6 separate regions of the Mus musculus genome follow, and all the other regions are linked to region 2. A link is a contact called in public HiCAR-type, HiChIP or PLAC-seq and promoter capture Hi-C data. All regions are on one chromosome and are shown on one strand. Each heading gives the region's core, a stretch centred on a gene start, on an enhancer-like site or on the middle of the called end of the contact. The rest is flanking DNA. Distances are from core to core; before and after follow the strand shown. Region 1 holds the start of Gtpbp10 (GTP-binding protein 10 (putative)). Region 2 holds the start of Sri (sorcin). Region 3 overlaps Cfap69 (cilia and flagella associated protein 69). Region 4 holds the start of Steap1 (six transmembrane epithelial antigen of the prostate 1). Region 5 holds the start of Cfap69 (cilia and flagella associated protein 69). Region 6 holds the start of Steap2 (six transmembrane epithelial antigen of prostate 2).

The links. Promoter capture Hi-C pulls out the DNA fragments that hold promoters and counts their contacts. HiCAR-type assays count read pairs that join an accessible place to other places. HiChIP or PLAC-seq counts read pairs in DNA pulled down with a chosen protein or histone mark.
Region 1: a promoter capture Hi-C map of pre-B cells shows a contact between it and region 2, with 16 times the contacts expected there. The contact joins the promoter of Gtpbp10 here to the promoter of Sri in region 2. A contact is called at or near these places in 21 of 39 promoter capture datasets (the 3T3-L1 cell line, the C10 cell line, the HPC-7 cell line and 12 more), 4 of 484 Hi-C or Micro-C datasets (CD4 T cells, Sertoli cells, cardiomyocytes and 1 more), 11 of 115 datasets of contacts at active chromatin or transcription factors (acute myeloid leukemia, astrocytes, bone marrow-derived dendritic cells and 8 more) and 2 of 9 other capture datasets (liver and macrophages).
Region 3: an H3K27ac HiChIP or PLAC-seq map of acute myeloid leukemia shows a contact between it and region 2, with 14 times the contacts expected there. The contact joins the enhancer-like site here to the promoter of Sri in region 2. A contact is called at or near these places in 16 of 39 promoter capture datasets (the 3T3-L1 cell line, 3T3-L1-derived adipocytes, the C10 cell line and 11 more) and 5 of 115 datasets of contacts at active chromatin or transcription factors (acute myeloid leukemia, astrocytes, embryonic forebrain and 2 more).
Region 4: a contact with region 2 is called in a promoter capture Hi-C map of hippocampal neurons, with 31 times the contacts expected there. The contact joins the promoter of Steap1 here to the promoter of Sri in region 2. A contact is called at or near these places in 17 of 39 promoter capture datasets (the 3T3-L1 cell line, 3T3-L1-derived adipocytes, the C10 cell line and 11 more), 3 of 484 Hi-C or Micro-C datasets (cerebellum, cerebral cortex and ventral hippocampal neurons), 12 of 115 datasets of contacts at active chromatin or transcription factors (the NIH/3T3 cell line, acute myeloid leukemia, astrocytes and 9 more) and 4 of 9 other capture datasets (adipose tissue, embryonic stem cells, liver and 1 more).
Region 5: a HiCAR-type map of astrocytes shows a contact between it and region 2, with 15 times the contacts expected there. The contact joins the promoter of Cfap69 here to the promoter of Sri in region 2. A contact is called at or near these places in 6 of 39 promoter capture datasets (cranial neural crest, embryonic stem cells, frontonasal cranial neural crest and 3 more), 1 of 484 Hi-C or Micro-C datasets (cortical neurons), 8 of 115 datasets of contacts at active chromatin or transcription factors (the NIH/3T3 cell line, astrocytes, embryonic limb bud and 5 more) and 3 of 9 other capture datasets (embryonic stem cells, liver and pancreatic islet).
Region 6: an H3K4me3 HiChIP or PLAC-seq map of embryonic forebrain shows a contact between it and region 2, with 14 times the contacts expected there. The contact joins the promoter of Steap2 here to the promoter of Sri in region 2. A contact is called at or near these places in 9 of 39 promoter capture datasets (the 3T3-L1 cell line, cranial neural crest, embryonic stem cells and 5 more) and 9 of 115 datasets of contacts at active chromatin or transcription factors (VIP interneurons, astrocytes, embryonic forebrain and 4 more).

Annotation. Positions count from the first base shown.
Region 1 is chr5:5,558,094-5,560,920 of GRCm38.p6, forward strand. It overlaps Gtpbp10 (GTP-binding protein 10 (putative)), which reads right to left and starts at 1,448. Exons shown (of 10, transcript NM_153116.2): 1 at 1,340-1,448. The coding sequence starts at 1,372.
Region 2 is chr5:8,055,177-8,057,876 of GRCm38.p6, forward strand. Sri (sorcin) reads left to right here and starts at 1,366. Exons shown (of 8, transcript NM_001080974.2): 1 at 1,366-1,463; 2 at 2,362-2,445. The coding sequence starts at 1,413. It also overlaps the pseudogene Gm15730.
Region 3 is chr5:5,611,448-5,614,329 of GRCm38.p6, forward strand. Cfap69 (cilia and flagella associated protein 69) reads right to left here. Exons shown (of 23, transcript NM_172447.2): 13 at 2,239-2,403. Among named protein-coding and RNA genes, the nearest start is that of Gm8773, 39 kb to the left of the region's middle. Within about 2 kb of position 1,429, at least 1 of the 459 cell types and tissues checked has an H3K27ac peak or open chromatin away from gene starts, as enhancers often do. A contact at or near this core is called in acute myeloid leukemia, where this site is marked.
Region 4 is chr5:5,747,964-5,750,663 of GRCm38.p6, forward strand. It overlaps Steap1 (six transmembrane epithelial antigen of the prostate 1), which reads right to left and starts at 1,354. Exons shown (of 5, transcript NM_027399.3): 1 at 1,284-1,354. It overlaps Gm46900 (atherin-like), which reads left to right. Exons shown (of 2, transcript XM_017321192.2): 2 at 488-2,227. The coding sequence starts at 968. The coding sequence ends at 1,651.
Region 5 is chr5:5,662,934-5,665,633 of GRCm38.p6, forward strand. It overlaps Cfap69 (cilia and flagella associated protein 69), which reads right to left and starts at 1,299. Exons shown (of 23, transcript NM_172447.2): 1 at 975-1,299. The coding sequence starts at 1,097. It overlaps Steap2 (six transmembrane epithelial antigen of prostate 2), which reads right to left. Exons shown (of 6, transcript NM_001103156.2): 6 at 1,896-2,700. Gm40262 (a long non-coding RNA gene) reads left to right here and starts at 1,444. Exons shown (of 3, transcript XR_868231.3): 1 at 1,444-1,500.
Region 6 is chr5:5,692,802-5,695,501 of GRCm38.p6, forward strand. It overlaps Steap2 (six transmembrane epithelial antigen of prostate 2), which reads right to left and starts at 1,288. Exons shown (of 6, transcript NM_001103156.2): 1 at 1,157-1,288. The region is part of intron 1 of Gm40262 (a long non-coding RNA gene); the gene reads left to right.

The sequences.
Region 1 (2,827 bases), core at 198-2,697, 2.5 Mb before region 2:
CATTCCAAGAAGCCTAACTCCTTTCCAGGACCTCTGTCCTCTTAGAATCTTGACTGTGAACTCCAAATGGTCTTTCAGGGTCTCATCATTCCTTCTTAATGCATCCGCCACCATGAGCCAAGAGCATCTCTTTCCCCCTTAAGTGAACCCGATGTCTATGTCTCTCTTTACTCAGAAACAGTCGTGACTTTGGGTTTTTACTGCTTCTGAAATAATAAAGTTTACAGTGCTGGATTCAAAGCCCTCACCGGATCTCACCGGGACAGCTGTCATTTGTTGGAGCCTTCCTGTTCTTTTCTGAGCTGCCCACTCTCCCTGCCACTCTATTCATGCTTTCTCCTCTGTTTAGATTATCATTTGTTCTTTCTATCATAAACCCATTTTCTGGTGTCAGTTTCAATGTATCCTCAAATACAACTAAACTATGGCTTATGGTTGTATGATCTGAGGCCTCCTTGGCCCATCACTCTCACTGACTGGCTTTTCAGGCTTCCTCGGACACTGGATTATATCCTCTGGTACTTTCCATTTAGTTTCCCTCACTAGGTAGGTAACTTCTTATAAAGCCAGTGTGTCATAATCCCAGGCTTTCAAATTACAGAGCAATCGTTTAAATTAATATTCACGTTTTTGGTAATCTGCAGTACTTTTGGGTATCAAAAAAATCTGTGGGTTTAAAAAAAAACAAAAACAAACTGAAGGTTGACCACCCTGAGATATTCCTGGTAAGGGCTTTTAAAGCTGTGTTCAGTATGTGACTTTTTCTTTATTTTCTAGATTTGTCATATTTATTAAGGACTCTCATTTATAATGGCTGTTCCTAACAACAGCTTATGTACATGACCTCTAGCTTTCACACACCGTTGCCAGTTAAGCTCACTGAGATTCTTTTTTAATTGAGCGGTTGGTTGCAGATTGTTATAAAAGTGGATTTTAAGACAGGCACTACATAAAAATTGACGTAAAATCTCTATATGAGGCACAGCAAACACACATTCTGACTTCCAGAAAAGTCTTCAGAAAGATATCAAAAGCAGTGTAAAGGAGGAGAAATGTATAAAAGCAGGTTATGGACTCTCTTTTAAACAATGAGAACCAAACCAAACAAACAAACAAGCCGGCACGTGCACCGCAATGCCGGGTCTAAACCGCAGGCAGGTCCCCAATTATCCTCTCACGTGCTTTGGGAACAATACAGGAATTCCCTAAAGCTGGACCCCAAACGGCCATCAGCGTGTCACTGAGACACAATCTTCTCCCAGGAGACGGGAACCGAGGAACGACAACCCAGGAGGAGAGCGGCGAAGACACCAAAGCTGGGGAGACCCCCGTCACGAACCTTTCTCAACAAAGCGCAACCGCAGCGCACCATGAGCTCCAAGGGGCAGGACTCCCGCCCGCAGAATCCGGACAAACTTCGGTCGGGCGCGCGTACTGACGTCACTACTGGTCGCAGAGGTGACGTCTCAGCGGATCCGCGCCTGCGTGCTGCATCGCGCTCGAGGAAGGTGGGCGTGTGCTTTGGACGCCTCTGGGTGCAGGAAGGAGAGTGCAGAGCCCAGATTCGTCTAAGTTGTGTGCAAGGGGAAGCAGGGCTCCGGGCAGGAGTCTCTGGAGTTGACGCTTTGAACGCTATGCGCTGGAGACTGGCCTGCCTCACAAACATTTTTATGGTAGCTGAAGAACCTGAGGTGCCAGGATTTTCTCACGATGAAAGACCCCTCCAACAGACACACTTGTACAAAACACCGAGAGCTCTAAAAGACTGCTGGATGATGGCTTGAGCAATTTTTCTAGCCAAGGCTTAAACTTCAGGAACCAGTCACTTAAAACTTGTAGCACAGAAGTATTGAAAGAAGTGTGACGATCTAGATTTTTACAAAGGATGATGTGTGCAGTGGAGGCAAACAGAAACCCCAACCTGGACTCAGCCGAGAGTTTTCACCTTTCATTTGAAGGCTGTCCTTGTGAGAACACGAGAGATTACATTCCAGCTTGGAGAGGAAGCTTCAGAAAAAGATCACTGAATGGCAGGCCCATTTCGCCAATCTTTCTGCCAAGTCTTTAAGTGAAAAAGGCACACGAGCGTACTAGAGGGGTCTCCCTTCACTGCTCATTTATTATTTTCTATCATTAGAATTATTAGGTTTAGAATCCTTGGCGAAATGTGACTCAGTCATGGTCACTGGCCAGGGCAGTGCAGCTGAGAGTAACCTTAAGGAATTGTTATGTTCCGTTTTTCAGTATGAGGTTGATTTAAAGTTAGTTACAGATAGCCCGAGGTCCTGCGCCTCTAAGGCCGCTTTCCTAGCTGGAACCTGGCAAAGGCTAGTCTTGAAACTCTGAAAATTGCAGTTACGGGCATTCTGCTACATGCCTGAGTCCTAGACTAGAAAACAGGACTCCAATTCATTTAGATAAGGTTCTGCATCCTAAACAATAGGATGGGGAATTTGGGAAAGGAGCGAGTCCTATTTGGAAGTACACAGTGTGGAAACTACTGCTCAGTCTAGATTAGTTTACTGTTCCTGGACTTTGAAGCTGTCATTTTCATTTAGATGTTTGGTTGGTTGGTTCTAGCCTCTGTAGATTAACATTAAATATTGACCCAAATGTCAGATGTTAGCCTCAATAAATATACTTACTATTTTAAAAACCAGAATATTAAGTTGCTGTTATCATACTTTTCCTGTTAAATCTAGAAAATGTGCTGCCATTTAAATTATGCCAAAATGTTTAGCCTAATGCACACACCTTCTAATGTTTATTTATGATTATTGAATATAGGCCCACTCTCTTTCCCATAACATACACAGAATATAATAAC
Region 2 (2,700 bases), core at 116-2,615:
CCTGGCCGGATGCTACTCCGGTCGCAAAGCCGTCATCGTGAAGAACATTGACCATGGCTTCTTGGACCGCCCTTACAGCCATGCCCTGGTGGCTGGAATTGACCGCTATCCCCAAAAAGTGACAGCTGCCATGGGCAAGAAGAAAATCGCCAAGCGATCCAAGATCAAGTCCTTTGTGAAAGTTTATAACTACAACCACCTCATGCCCACAAGGTACTCTGTGGATATCCCCTTGAACAAGACTGTTGTCAACAAGGATGTGTTCAGGGACCCAGCTTTGAAACAAACGCAAGGTCAGGCGGGAGGCCAAGGTCAAGTTTGAGGAGCGATACAAGACAGGGATGAACAAATGGTTTTTCCAGAAGCTTCGCTTTTAGGTATATTTTTGTTTCGTCATTAAAAATAAAAATAAATTAATAATAACAACAACAACAATAATAATAATAACAATAAAGCAGGCAACCGTTGGTGACTCTCATCTGGGGCTGAGGCCATGAGAGGCTACCCTGAGAACCTGGATCTCAAAAGGAAAGAGTAAGAGCAAACAGTCAAAAGCAAACAAACAAAACATCGACCAACCAACACTGTTCAGTCCTTAACAGTCCGGAGCCAGCAAACAATTACCTCTTGTTGCAATTGCACCAAAAAACAAAAAAGAAGCCGTGAAACATCTGAACAACCCACGTGAGTTTCACATCCTTTCCAGGAAGCTTCACCACTGGGGTTGTTTCTATTCGAATCATCCAGAAAATTAAACAATTCACTTTCCTATGAATGACCTGGGTGAGGCTGTCCTGCCTAGAAACTGCCCTCTTCTACCCCACCCCACACACCCACGCCTAGCAATCGCACCTGAGCTACACTCAGCTTAAACGGTTGGCAAAGAAACAGGCCACCCTCAGTCAAAGCTAAAAGCCCACTTGCATGGTTCAGAAGTTTTCATCAGGTTTTCAAAGTTTTTTTTTTCCTATTTTGTAAAGTGTCTCCTTCGCCCACTGGAATTGTTCTCCCCTTCCCTACAGTTGTGCATAGCGTTCTTATCCCGTCCTCTCTACCCAACAACCCGGTGTAAATAGTAAATGTTCTACAAAATAGCACAGTAGGAAGAAGGGGGGAAAAAACCCTCCCCTAGCTGTGCGTGGATGTCGGAATGTGCCACTAGGTCGAGAGGGAGAATGGGTCCTGATATAAACTCGTCTGGGGTCCTGGGTCATCGCCCGAGTGTGGGTCGCAGACGGCGCTGACACAGCACAGAGGCAGCAGGGAACGGGCGGCACTCGGGATGCCGCGGGGCGATCGGGGTGGGTGGCGGCGAGCGGCGGCCCCCGCGGGGCGGCGTGGTGCGCTCCGGGGCGGCTCTGGGCCGGACGGGCGGAGCAGCAGACAGGCAGGGCGGAGGCGCAGTCTGCACCATGGCGTATCCCGGGCACCCTGGCGCGGGCGGAGGGTACTACCCAGGCGGGGTAAGTGCAGCGGACGAGGGCACAGCAGCCTCTGGTCTCCCGAGACTGGAAGGCGCCACGGACGAGCGGGAGGAGGCGTCGCGGGCGGTCCCAGATGCTCCCTGCGAGCTCGCCTGGACCCTGATGTCCAGCCTTGGCTCCATTTTTCTTCCCCATCTCTTCCAAGGGCCTTTCCAGGGCCCACCGGTGGGTGGGCTGCGACCCAGGAAGCCCATTCTGTAACTCGGATATGTGGCGTGAGATAGTGCAAGTTGGTGTTGACTTCCTGCTCTCTCGGAATGTCCCCAAAGCAACAACAGCCATCTTGATCTAGAATGGTTCTGTGGTCACTCCCTTGAAAAGAAAGTGACAGGGAGACCAGAAAGTCTGGAGAAATGAGCTGAAGTCCTAGAGGAAGACCACTTAGGCAGATGTGGGAGGTGTACTGTCAGAGACAGAGGGACCCTCATTTTAGATATAACCGGGCCGGCCATCCCTGTTCTTCCCAAGCCACACCTGTCAGCCCTGTACTAACTCCAGCCTTACTTAGTACTTCAAGTACTTCAAAAACACCGCAAAGGCTGTAAAAACCAACAGGAAAACAGTCCTAAGCCTAGCCACCAGGTTGCTTCCGGTGCACTGACCTCTGTAAGCTGGTTAATAGGGATTTTTAAAGTGGGTCTGCGTTTAGTGGCCATCACTCTCATGAAACTTGTTTTGGACCAAGTCTCCAGCTTTTAGATGTCAGGAGCAGGAGTGGACAAGCCTGGTGGGTCACTGAGCTGAGTCAAGGTGGTGGGGAAGATAGAGACTGTGAAGGTCGCACAGGCGTCAATTGTACAAAAGCCTTGGATGGTTAAGATAAATTCAATTCTCTCTGATGCCTTTACCTTTTTTTTTTTTCTTTTCTTTTTCACAGTATGGTGGGGCTCCCGGAGGGCCTGCGTTCCCTGGACAAACTCAGGATCCGCTATATGGTTACTTTGCTGCTGTGGCTGGACAGGTTAGCCTTTCCTTCAATACTGAAGAATTGTTATGTTCTGTTTGTGTTAGCATTTAGTGCAGTGGCACAAAAACAGTCTTTGCTCTGGAAATGAGTCCCTTTGCCTGAAAGAAGGTAAAAGGAAAGGAAGACTAAAACAGTCTTTATTTTAGATCTGGACAAATTTGGACAGAGTATTGCCTGTATCAATAATAGATCAGTTCAAAGCTTGTGATTGGACTGGGATTAGACTGACCCAAAGGGGGAATATAAATA
Region 3 (2,882 bases), core at 179-2,678, 2.4 Mb before region 2:
GAAAGAACAATCTTTCTTCCCACTTCTTGAAACTACCATCCACTGAATCTCCAATTAAGACTGCTCAAAGTTGAAAACAATTAAGCCTCTTTCCCTTTGGTAACATTTACTCTCCACACCACTCGTTAGATGCCTAGCTGAGAGTACAAAGTAAGACATGCCATGATTTCCTTTTGTTCTTATCAGGGCAAGTTTTTCCAGCATTCTGATTGATAAAGCTTTTAATTTCTCTGTCTGAGGAGAAAGCATATTCACGGATACTGGATTTGCAATGCACTGTCTATATTCTTGAGGATGGAGGATGGAACTGCTACAAAGCCCTGCTAGGTTAAAAACAAGGCTCTTGCATTTAAGAATTGTGTAACAAAGATCAACTCTGAGCGAAAGGAAGGCTGTCCTGAGAGAACACCTACTGTTTGTTCCTCTTCCCCCTAACACATTCTCTCAGCTCAGGTGGGATCACCATTTTCCCCTGGATACACAAACGTTGCATTTCGAGCTAAAAGTGGAGCCTACGGACTGGACTTTGTGCAATGGAATGTACATAGTTGTGATTAAAATGTACTTCGTGTTGAGTTATTTTAATCCCATTTTGAACAAAGATAAATGTTTTTACATAACTTCACTTTCAATTTATTTCTTTAAAGCTGGGCATGGTAGAGCAGGCCTCTGATCGCACAATTTAGGAGGCAGAAGCAGGTAGATTGTTGTGTGAGGCCAGCCTTTTCTACACAGCTGGGCCCTGTCTCAACGTGTATGTTTTTTCTCACAAATATTATAATCAGAGAGCACTATTTCTCTTCTGATTTTGGATGAAAAATATTTTAATAAGTAGAGGAATCGTTTTTAAAGCATACTGCAATTAGTTGGCGTCTAGCAATGTTTCCATGTAAATCGTGACTGCCCCCCAGAGGTCTGTGTGTTTGGGAAGGGTTGGGAAGTGTTGGGAAGTGGTGTAAAGTTTAAGTGGTGTGGCCTACTGGAAGAGGGTGATGGGAACCTGGTCTTTTCCTCTTTCTCTTTTACTTCCAAGCCATCATGATGTAATGCCTTACCACAAGCTCCAAAACATTAAGCCAAATTACCATGGGTGGAGATCTGTAAAACTGTGAGCCAGTTTCTCCCAGGTATTTACCATAGCAACAGAGAGCTAGCAAGGGCAGAGTACAGATGCTCTGGAGAAGCCAATGCCCAGGGACCGCTAGCTGTCTAACACAAACTGGTGTGGTATTTGCATATGAAGCAGACTGTGTAGTATTGGGTACTTTGCCTCACTTCTGGATTACCTGTAATTCCTAGTACAGAGGAAATGCTATGCTAACGATTGTTATAAATTATTACTTACTAATGACAAGAGTCTTTTACTGCTCAAACAGACACTTCTGTGGTTGGTTGAATATGTGGAAGTAGAAAGCTAGGCTGTAGAGGGCCAACGACATGTCATTTATATGAAGCAATGCCCGAGACAGCACTTTTCAGAACCAGGAAGGGGAGGGCTGGAGGACTGTGTATTTTCAAATAATCAAGGGCAAAGCAGCTTGAACTGGAAGTTGAAATTCATGAATTTTCTAGTATTCATTTTAGAAAGGAAACTCTTGGATACATTTCTCTCCACACAGATGTGCTGGTTATTGTGAACGGATTGGGAACTTTATCTGCTTTGAAAATAGGTCTACACTGCTTGGCAAGAGGTGGCAAGCTTATTACCAGAAAAATGAGACCCAACAATAGTTCACTTAAAAAGGCACTGCTTACAGTGGTGGCGCACACCTATAATCCCAGCACTTGAGAGACAGAGGCAGGCAGATTTCTGAGTTCGAGGCCAGCCTGGTCTACAGGGTGAGTTCCAGGACAGCCAGGGCTACACAGAGAAACCCTGTCTGAAAAACTAAAAAAAAAGAAAGAAAGAAAGAAAGAAAGAAAGAAAGAAAGAAAGAAAGAAAGAAAGAAAGAGAGAGAGAGAGAAAGAAAGAAAGGAAGAAAGAAAGAAAGAGAGAGAAAGAAAGAAAGAAAGAGAGAAAGAAAGAACTGCTTAATAAAGTAGCCTCTAACTGAGGAAATAAATGTTTAAAGGATTAGTGATTATAAAAGAGAATTGCTTGATATCAACAAGATTAAAAAACAAAAATGGTAAGGATATGCTCACTCATAAAATCAATTTGTAGAAAAATATATCATACAACGCTTTCAGAATTATAAACACCAAACTGTCCCCAGTGGGCTGCCATGCACTCTTACCTATCAGTTGATGAATAACCCCTCTCTCACAAAGGTCCTTGTTCACAGTCTCATCTTCCAGATAAACCATGGCTCTGAGGAGCCGTAGAGTGTAACGCATCTGGGCGAACTTGTTTCCACGGCCGCCTGTACCATGGAAACTGTTACCATGAATGAAGTAGGAATCTGTGGGAAAAATTAATAATTTAATTTATAGGAAGAAACCCAACAATATGAACTAATCAGTACTCCCAGAGCTCCTGTCTCTAGCTGCATATGTACCAGAAGATGGCCTAGTCGGCCATCACTGGGAGGAGAGGCCCTTAGTCTTGCGAAGATTATATGCCCCAGTACAGGGGAATGCCAGGGCTAAGAAGTGGGAGTGGGTGGGTTGGGGAGCAGGGGGGGGGCAGGGAGGGTAGAGGGGGCTTTGGGAATAGCATTTGAAATGTAAATGAATAAACTATCTAATTAAAAAAAAAACCTGTTTTTGAAAAAAAAAAACCCAAAGCCTGAAACATTTCAAGTAAATGAAACAATTCAAGTAAATATATATATATATATATATATATATATATATATGGAGATATTAAAGTCCAATCATCTTTGCTTTTTTTTTTTAACAGAAATATTGACCCTTCCTCCTTTCTTCCTAGTCTCAGAAT
Region 4 (2,700 bases), core at 104-2,603, 2.3 Mb before region 2:
GGATAATAGTGTATAGACAGATGGTGGCTCTGGAAAGGAAGTGGAGAAAACGGATGAGAGCCCCTTTCTTTACCCAGTCCTGTGACCTGCAGTGAGTTGTTGGTGCTTGCTGACATGACAGACAGCCACTGCTGAGAGATTCTGGGTGGAAGGACAGAGTGGCCCAGAGGAGATGCCTAGCCATTTGTTTGCATGGTACCACTCTGAGGAGCATCGCTAAGGAAAAGAGCCAATGCCCGTAAAGGTGATTGTTGACTGTATGCCCAGAAACCAGGAAAACAAACTATCAGCTAAATAAATCATGCCTTCTTCCACCAGACCTTAGCTACACCTATAATTACACTTCTACAGGAGAGGTTTCATCAGGCTGTCCAGCAAACTCAGCAGGAAACAGCATAGTGCAGAGATGTCAAGAACTCCAGGATTTGAACCAACATTCTCCAGCTTTCTTCCCCATTAAATAGTGATTTCTGTTTTCCTGGATTAGGTTGGCTGGCTTGTTGTTCCTGCTAAATATTGACACAGCCCAACAGACTCATGTTTATGGGAAGGAGTTTAGAATCCAAGAAACCCAGTGACTGGAATACATTGTGGGTTGCAGTGCATGTCCCACGAGTCTTTCAAATGTATTTTTTTGCTTTGCCACAGTTAATTATTGGAAGAGGGGAAGGTGTTCTACAGCGGGCTGTTTCTTAAAGCATTGCTTCCCCAAGTGCTTAACATTAATATTAAATACATTCCCTTGATTTTATATCGAGATGTGGATGTATCCCCCACCTCAACGGAACAGCATAACTAAATTTGAAGTGGACTTAAATTCTTGGACTACAAACGTCTGTTAGTTGCTTTCACCAGAGTGCCTTATTTAAAAGCTCTGACTATTTTAAACCCGAATCCTACTCAGATCCCGAAAGAGTAGGACCGGTGTTCCAAAGACTTAAAATGAAAAAAAAAAAAAAAAAATTCCATGAAGAAACCAGCTCAAACAGCAGGACGAGTCATTCATCCAGCGAGGCAAACTTGCGGAAACTGCCAAGTTGGCAAACTTACCGGGGGAACCCAACCTGACTGCAAAGTTGACCTAAGCTCCAGAGCCGGGACCGCGGAGACCTGCTCCCCGCGGGGCTCGCCGAGATCCGCGAGGGGCCGAAGGGGCGCCCCGCTGCCCGGAGCACCACCGCCCGCCCCTGAGACCCGCCTCACCCCTTCCCCGGCCCGCAGCAGATTCCCAAGGCCCGCGGAGGCGGGGAGCAAGCGGCCTGCGAACGAGACTCGGGACTCACCGGCTTCTCCGTGGGACCCGACGGCGAGGCGCTCGCTGCCCGGACGGACTCCCAGTCCCACGCGGAGCCCGAATCTCGCTGCCCAGCACAGCCCGCTCCGCAGACCCCGCCCCTCGGCCGCCGCGCGCACAGCGCCCCCTGCCGGAGACCAGCTCCTGCTCACACCCAGGGGCTTCGCTGCGGCCGCCGTGGGAGGGGCGTCGCCGGGGGCGAATCCTTGGCTGTGCAAGGGGGACCCAGGGTCACCAGCAGGGCTCACTGGAAACCGACTGGGACCTGGTCGAAATCTGCAGTTGTGCATTTCGCCTGTTGCCGGGCGACGCTGTAGTGATCCTGGATCCCACACTTGGAGACCAACTGCTCTGTAGCGATTACGCCGTCCGCGGTGGAGCGCTCTTCCAACAGAGCAGTTTCTCAGACGACTAGCTGTTAGGACAGTCAGAGGATGAATCTGAGTTTGTGAGTGACTTTTACACCGGGTTTATTTGTTTATTGTAGCTATGTGAATGAATATTATGATACACACGTGGAGGTCAGATGATACCTCGGTGTGGTGGTCACAAGAAGCACAGGGTTGAGAGGATTTAAAAATAACCCGTAGCTCTGACGCTAGGGACCACCCTCCGTTCACCACAGAGTTTTGCAGATTCAACTCAGACTCTAGACACTAACGACCAAGGTGGAGCTGCGTCTCCAACCTGAGTGTTGTTTTTAATGTGACCCTGGGTCACAAACTCCTCTTTTTCTGAGATCAGCCTACTTCTGCCTCCCGAGTGCTGGAATTAAAGGGATGATCTGAACTCCACTGTCCTGCGTGTCTTAGTGCTCCGTGGATAATGTTTGGGTTCACTGACTCCCATCAGATAGTGTAAAAGGCCTTTGAAGATTAAATTACCCCGGCCTGACACCTTGTGGCAAAATAGACGCTTGCAGCTTTTATTTCCAAGGAAGAAAATCATTAGACCGAGGGTTAGGGAAACTTCTAGTTAGTGGGCTAAGACTCACAACCACAGGGGTTCTGTTCCCAGCACGCAGTTGTTCTTCAGTTTCCCATTTTCTGGCGTGTATCTTAAGAATAAAGTTGATACACCAGAAGGGTAAATAAATTAGGTCCTATAAATAAGTCTGTACACCCAAACTGCACTCAAATACCTTCATCACGTTTGTTTGTTTGTTTATTTATTTATTGTAGGTATGTGGATGAATGTTACTGCATGCACGTGGAGGTCAGATGATAACTAGGTGTGGCAGTCCCAAGAAGCAAGGGTTGGGAGGATTTCAAAATAAACCTGTATTGTAGCTCCAAGTCCAGAGATTGCCCTCCTCCCACAATGGAGCTCTGCAGGTTCCAACTGTAAGTCACAAGGACACTTTACCAACTGAGCTGGGTCTCCAACCTGAATATTTTTGTAATGTG
Region 5 (2,700 bases), core at 49-2,548, 2.4 Mb before region 2:
CCTATGTCACGAACTTCTTTTTTCTTTTGCAATGACCCATTGAACGTCTTTAAACTCGTTTGTCTGTGTCATGTAATCTTTGCCCAAAGAAAAATGAGAGTCAAACTCACCTATATAGTGGCAATGCCTAGCTTCCTTGTAGCCCAGAGAGTGGAAAGCGGTGATCACTCACACGTCTCCGATCTTGTACAGGAATACCTCCACAAAACTGATTAGGGAAATTCCCCTGGCATCCCCTCTTTATGTAAAAGTAGTTACTCTGAGGGCTGTTGGCGTACATGTGTGAGAGCCCTCAGAGAGCTCCACCCAGTTCCCACAGAAGTAGTCCCAGCCAACTGACTGCTCCCAAGTAACTCTCCAAGGCTCCAGGATGTGGCCACAGGAGACAGAGTTCCTGACGCAGTCTGGGAGTTGTGACGTCTCAACAGGAATTCCCATAGTGGCCCCCCACACCATTAGTGTGGGGGCAATGCAGAGAGGTTCCTCAACCCAATTTTAATAATCTTTACATTTATAACAATAGCAAACCCGAAAACAAGTATAAACACAACAAAGAAAATTGTGCCCAGCTCTCCAAACAGCATCTGCCCTACCTGTGAGTGCAAGCTTCAGAAGCAGGCAATTTAGCAGGAAAGAAACCCAGGGAACGCCACTTTATAACGGATCAATAGACCAAAAACCCACCACAGTGATCTAGTTATCAAATCAATGTCAGTTCCTGTCGTGGCCACACTTGAAAGAGCGCTCCCCCCCTCGCCCCCCCCCCCCGCGCCCTTTATGAGAACCACGCAGCTAGAGTCCCCAGACAGATTGGTTGACGACATCCAGTCCCCTCTTCACTAGCCTCCAGGGATCAGCTGGGCTATCATTATCTCCATCCCACAGGTTCCCAAATCTCATTCTGGTCTTCATTCCACTGGGTTGCCCTGGAGCCTTATGCCCTTCTCCGCTCCTGCTGCACAGCCCGGCCGTACCTGCATCTCCCCATCCGGGATCGCCACCCCAAACACCGGGATTGTGCGGGGACTGCCGGTCTTCGTCCTGCCGCCCGCCTCGGCGGCGTCGGCCGTGGTGGCCGAGGCCTCCGCGGTGGACATGGTTCGGGGTGGGAGCCTGAGGTCTTAGGTGCGTCCGCAGCCACGGACCCACGAGCCCTGGCAGAAAACACGCTGCTGAGCTAGGGAGGAGAAAGACCCCGAAAGTTCTGTCGTAACCCCCGCCGCAGCAACATAGCGGACATCCAACTGCTGTTAGTGCCCACAGGAGGACCAAGGCACCCAGCGCGCTCCAGTTGCTAACACAAGCCCGGGCGTTGCTAGGGGCGGGGCTTACGGAAGCTGGGAGAGCCAAACTTCACCAAAAGAGGGTCTGCTGGTGTGCGGCGCGGGAGACAAAGGAGACCAGTGACTGAGATCGCGGTATGCACTTAGTGTTTCAGTCTTGTAGCAATGGCCCTTGCTTAATAAGTGCCTGTGTGGGGCGGAGGAGTATGAGCTGGAGGTAAGATGCATTCTGAGGGATGTGATTGGCATAATCTTGAAATCTGAGCACTTTACCCTTTCTGCAGAGATAGGACCAGTCAGTGTAGCTTAATTTCCCAGGTGTGTGTGTGTATATATACATATATATATATATATATATATATATGTATATATACACACACACAAATATATATATATGTTGTACTTTTGTACTGGCCTAATTGAACAGTTAGACAAACAAATAAGGCATAGTACAGACTTTTGAAAATCTTTCGAGCAGTAGAGTGGTTGGGTGTCTAGTATGGCCTGGGATGGAAAGTTCTCGTTTTTGCAACCAGAGAAAGACACTGACATTCTTCACAGGATGTGTTCTCCAACCTGGCAAATCAACAGTCCAGTTTTGTAATTGTTTTTCTACGATAGCATTTATTTTATTCATTAGTAGGTTGAGAAGCAAGAGGGACAGAAGTCTCACGCACTTCATACTCAGTCGCCTTGTGATCTCTTCATAGAGTACAAACTTCATGCTACCATCTTCAGAAGGCTTACACTCTATGAAACAGTCTGGCCTGATCTTTCCCAGGAAGCCTGTATTTTTTCTGTTGTTTTAGATGTCACGCTTAGTGGCATGCTCTTTTTTTTTTGTCTTTTATTTTGTTTTGTTTTTTGGTGCTCACTGTATAGTTAGTGGAATTTATTGACGAAATAGCCCAACCATGTTATGCTACTGAGACTAAGGCAATTAAAAATTTGTACATAGCCACTAATTTGCTTACTTGCTGAGTGAAGGTGTGGCTGTGTGTCCCCAGCCTGTGACATGCTGGAGATGTAGGTAGGCATGTTTGTGAATACCTTGTCTGGTTCCAGTTTGCCTTTATAGTGAGTTCCCATGTGATGCTGATGTAGTTGGTCTGAAGGCCATACTCTTGGTCCTTCTAGTCAATATCATAGAAGGTGTTCAATAAGTGTTCATGAAAATGTCAAGGGCTAGATTTTGATTTAAGGTAAAATGAAAGAATTTTGTAAATTATCTAGATTAAGCATTTTAGATCCTTGCTACTCAAAGTGGTTTTCATGGGTTTCCTAACTGTGTGGCCATTAGGGGCTCGTCAGGAATGCAGAACTTTGCACCTCCTGGTGTGAATAATGCCCATTTTAACAAGTGTACATATAAAAACTAAGAAGCTCATGATGTGTAGTTTTTTGTTATTATTGTTTT
Region 6 (2,700 bases), core at 38-2,537, 2.4 Mb before region 2:
TGAAGCTCCTCATTCCCATCTTTCACAATTAGCTAACTTATCACTGCTGAAACTGCCCCCCAGCCCCAGCCCCAGCCAGCCCACCCCGCCCAGACTAGCTGAGAGGCAGAAACCGCAGTGAATGCCACCATCTCAGGAGCATCTCCAGGCAGCCTGATAGCTGCCCCGGTGCAGCTAAACACTCTGGTTTTCCTATCTTACGTTTCCAAATAGGTTATCTTGAGGATGCGGGGGATGGAGGGGGGGGGGTGAGTACAGTGTCAAAGAAAACATCAACTCAGTAAATAAGTAATTAAAAAAACTATTAAAAGGGTGGTGGTAGGGTAGACTAGAGAGAAGAAGGTTGCAAGCAGTGGGGTGGTTAACTGGGGCTTTAGGTAATCAAGTACTGAGGGTTGAAGTGGGGGCAGGAGTCTGAATTTTATTTCACCTACAGTGATGGGCGATAATTAAATGTGGGTCAGAATAAGTTTTTCTACTTAAAAACAAACAAACAAACAAACAATCTGCCTGAAGAGTAAACACTGACACCAATCCTGCTTCACAGGATAGTGAAGATAATAAATGGAATTCTCCCCGACCACAGGAAAAATAAAATCTCTTTATCTCCCTATGTTATTTTCAGAACAAGATTTTTAGGGCATAATTTTCAACAAGTTTCAGCTGAGGCTGAACACGGGACGCAGAGGTAATTAAGGACACTGAAAGACCAGACCAATTACTTCTAAACGCAAAATGGCCTGAGCACACCCGGATTACATGACCGGGTTTATAAGCAAAGCCACTGCAGGCATTATTTACCTGTTTGGCAAGCAGTGCTGTACGACAGTGAAAAGTGCCGCATCAATCCAAAGTGGCTGGCAAAAGTAACCTGCGGGTCCTTTCCCTTTCGGGCACATCCGACCTGGGACAAGGTCTCTCCTGGCCTCCTTTCTGTTGGGCCCGGACCCGAGGACTTCCCAGAGCTCTGGGAAGACCGACGGGGATAAGGGGGCGGAATGCGTGCGACGGACGCCCTCCAGCACCCCTCCCACTCGCCCCCTGGCCAGCTCCAAGCCCCCCCCGGAATCCGGGAGGAAAGATGCGGCTCCCGCACAGCACCCGCTGCTCGGCGACCCCGGATCGGCCACCTCGGCGCTCTGGCCACCCGGCTCACCTCCACGCCCTCTTCTCCGAGCCACGCTCGCAGCGCAGCGCCGTGGCTCCCCCGCGCCGAGGGCCCGCCGAGCTCCCGGGCCTACGGAGTGCTCCTCCCGCCCAAGCTCCTCCTGCCCCCGAGCCGGACCGCGCCGCGCCGGGGAGGTGGAGCAGGAGGAGGCGCGCGGAGGCAGGGCTGGCGGTGACGCGCAGGGGGGCGCGGGTCGGTCGGGGCAGAGTGCGTGGGGACCCACCCGGCCGCGGTCCCCACGCCTGCGCGCGATCTTGCGGAGACCCCCCGTGGGAGCAGCCCTACGTGGATCCCGCCCGCGTTTACACTCCACTACCTCCGAGACGCTCGCCACGCCGCCCCGGACTTGGCTTTGATTAGTGCCCTCCTCCCTGTCCACCCCCCTTCTCCCTACTCTGTTCCACACAAACCTCGAAGAAAGTGCGCTTTTTTTCTCCCTTTCGGCTGCATCATGTCCTTGAAAGGGAATGATCAGAAATGCCCTTCCACGAACCGCATTTTAAAACTCCCTGGGACTGGAGGCCCTTCTCAGCCGTGGGCTGTAGGGGTTAGTCTGTGGACTCTGACCTTCCCTGTCGCCGGTGCCCCCGAGCTCTGTGCGGACTGGAAGGTGAAGCCGAGTCAGGAGACCAGCGTGCCTGCGGAGAGCTGCAGTGGCCTTGGAGCATCCAGGGTTCGCTGAGCTGTGTAAGGGCACCTTGCTTTCTCTAATCCCCCCCCCCCCCGATTTTGGATTAACAAGTAGATGGGGATCTTTTATTTACCTTTTTAGTCAAAAGTGTCAGTGGAGATTTTTTTTTAATATAAAACCAATTTGTCGAAAATTGTCAAATTTACTTCCCCCACCCTCAGACGTTAGTAAATTCTCATTTCAGCAAATTAGGTTTAAAAATTATCTTTCTTGGTGGTTTATTAACTAGACAAATCAGAACAAAAGCAGAAGAGGGTCTTAGATCGATCCTCAGGGCACTGCACTTTCCCCTTTGAAAGGCATACACAGATTAACCTCTGCAAGTTCAACCTGGGAAACATTCTTTGTTTGATCCTTGTGAAAAGCATCTCTTCCCCACCCCCAAATACATACAGCTGAGGTTTAAAGTTTAGGCACAAACTCCGCTGTTAGTGATGTATTAGGGGGAAAGACTGACAACTGGGAAATACTTTCCATTTTGGTAACGGGGAGAAAAAAAATCCTTACATTTTATATCAGTGTTTATTGTTTCACTTCAACTACTGTCAAATAGTGAAAACAGCAGGGTATTTCTAACACTTTTGGAGGACCAGTGGAGGAAACTGCTGTGTCCTTAGCATTTGGTGAGAAGATGTAGCTTTCCAATCACATAAACAAAAGCATTACATAAGGTCTAGCAAAGGTTATCACGTTTTTATTCTCAGTTGTACAAAGCCATAAGTTATTACAGAAAACAGGTAAGTTGTACATTTAAAATATCTTTAAAAGCTGTTGAGACATGGACTCTGTTTATTTAAAAAAAAAAATAGTATGCGAAACCATTTGCCTCCCAAAAGAATGA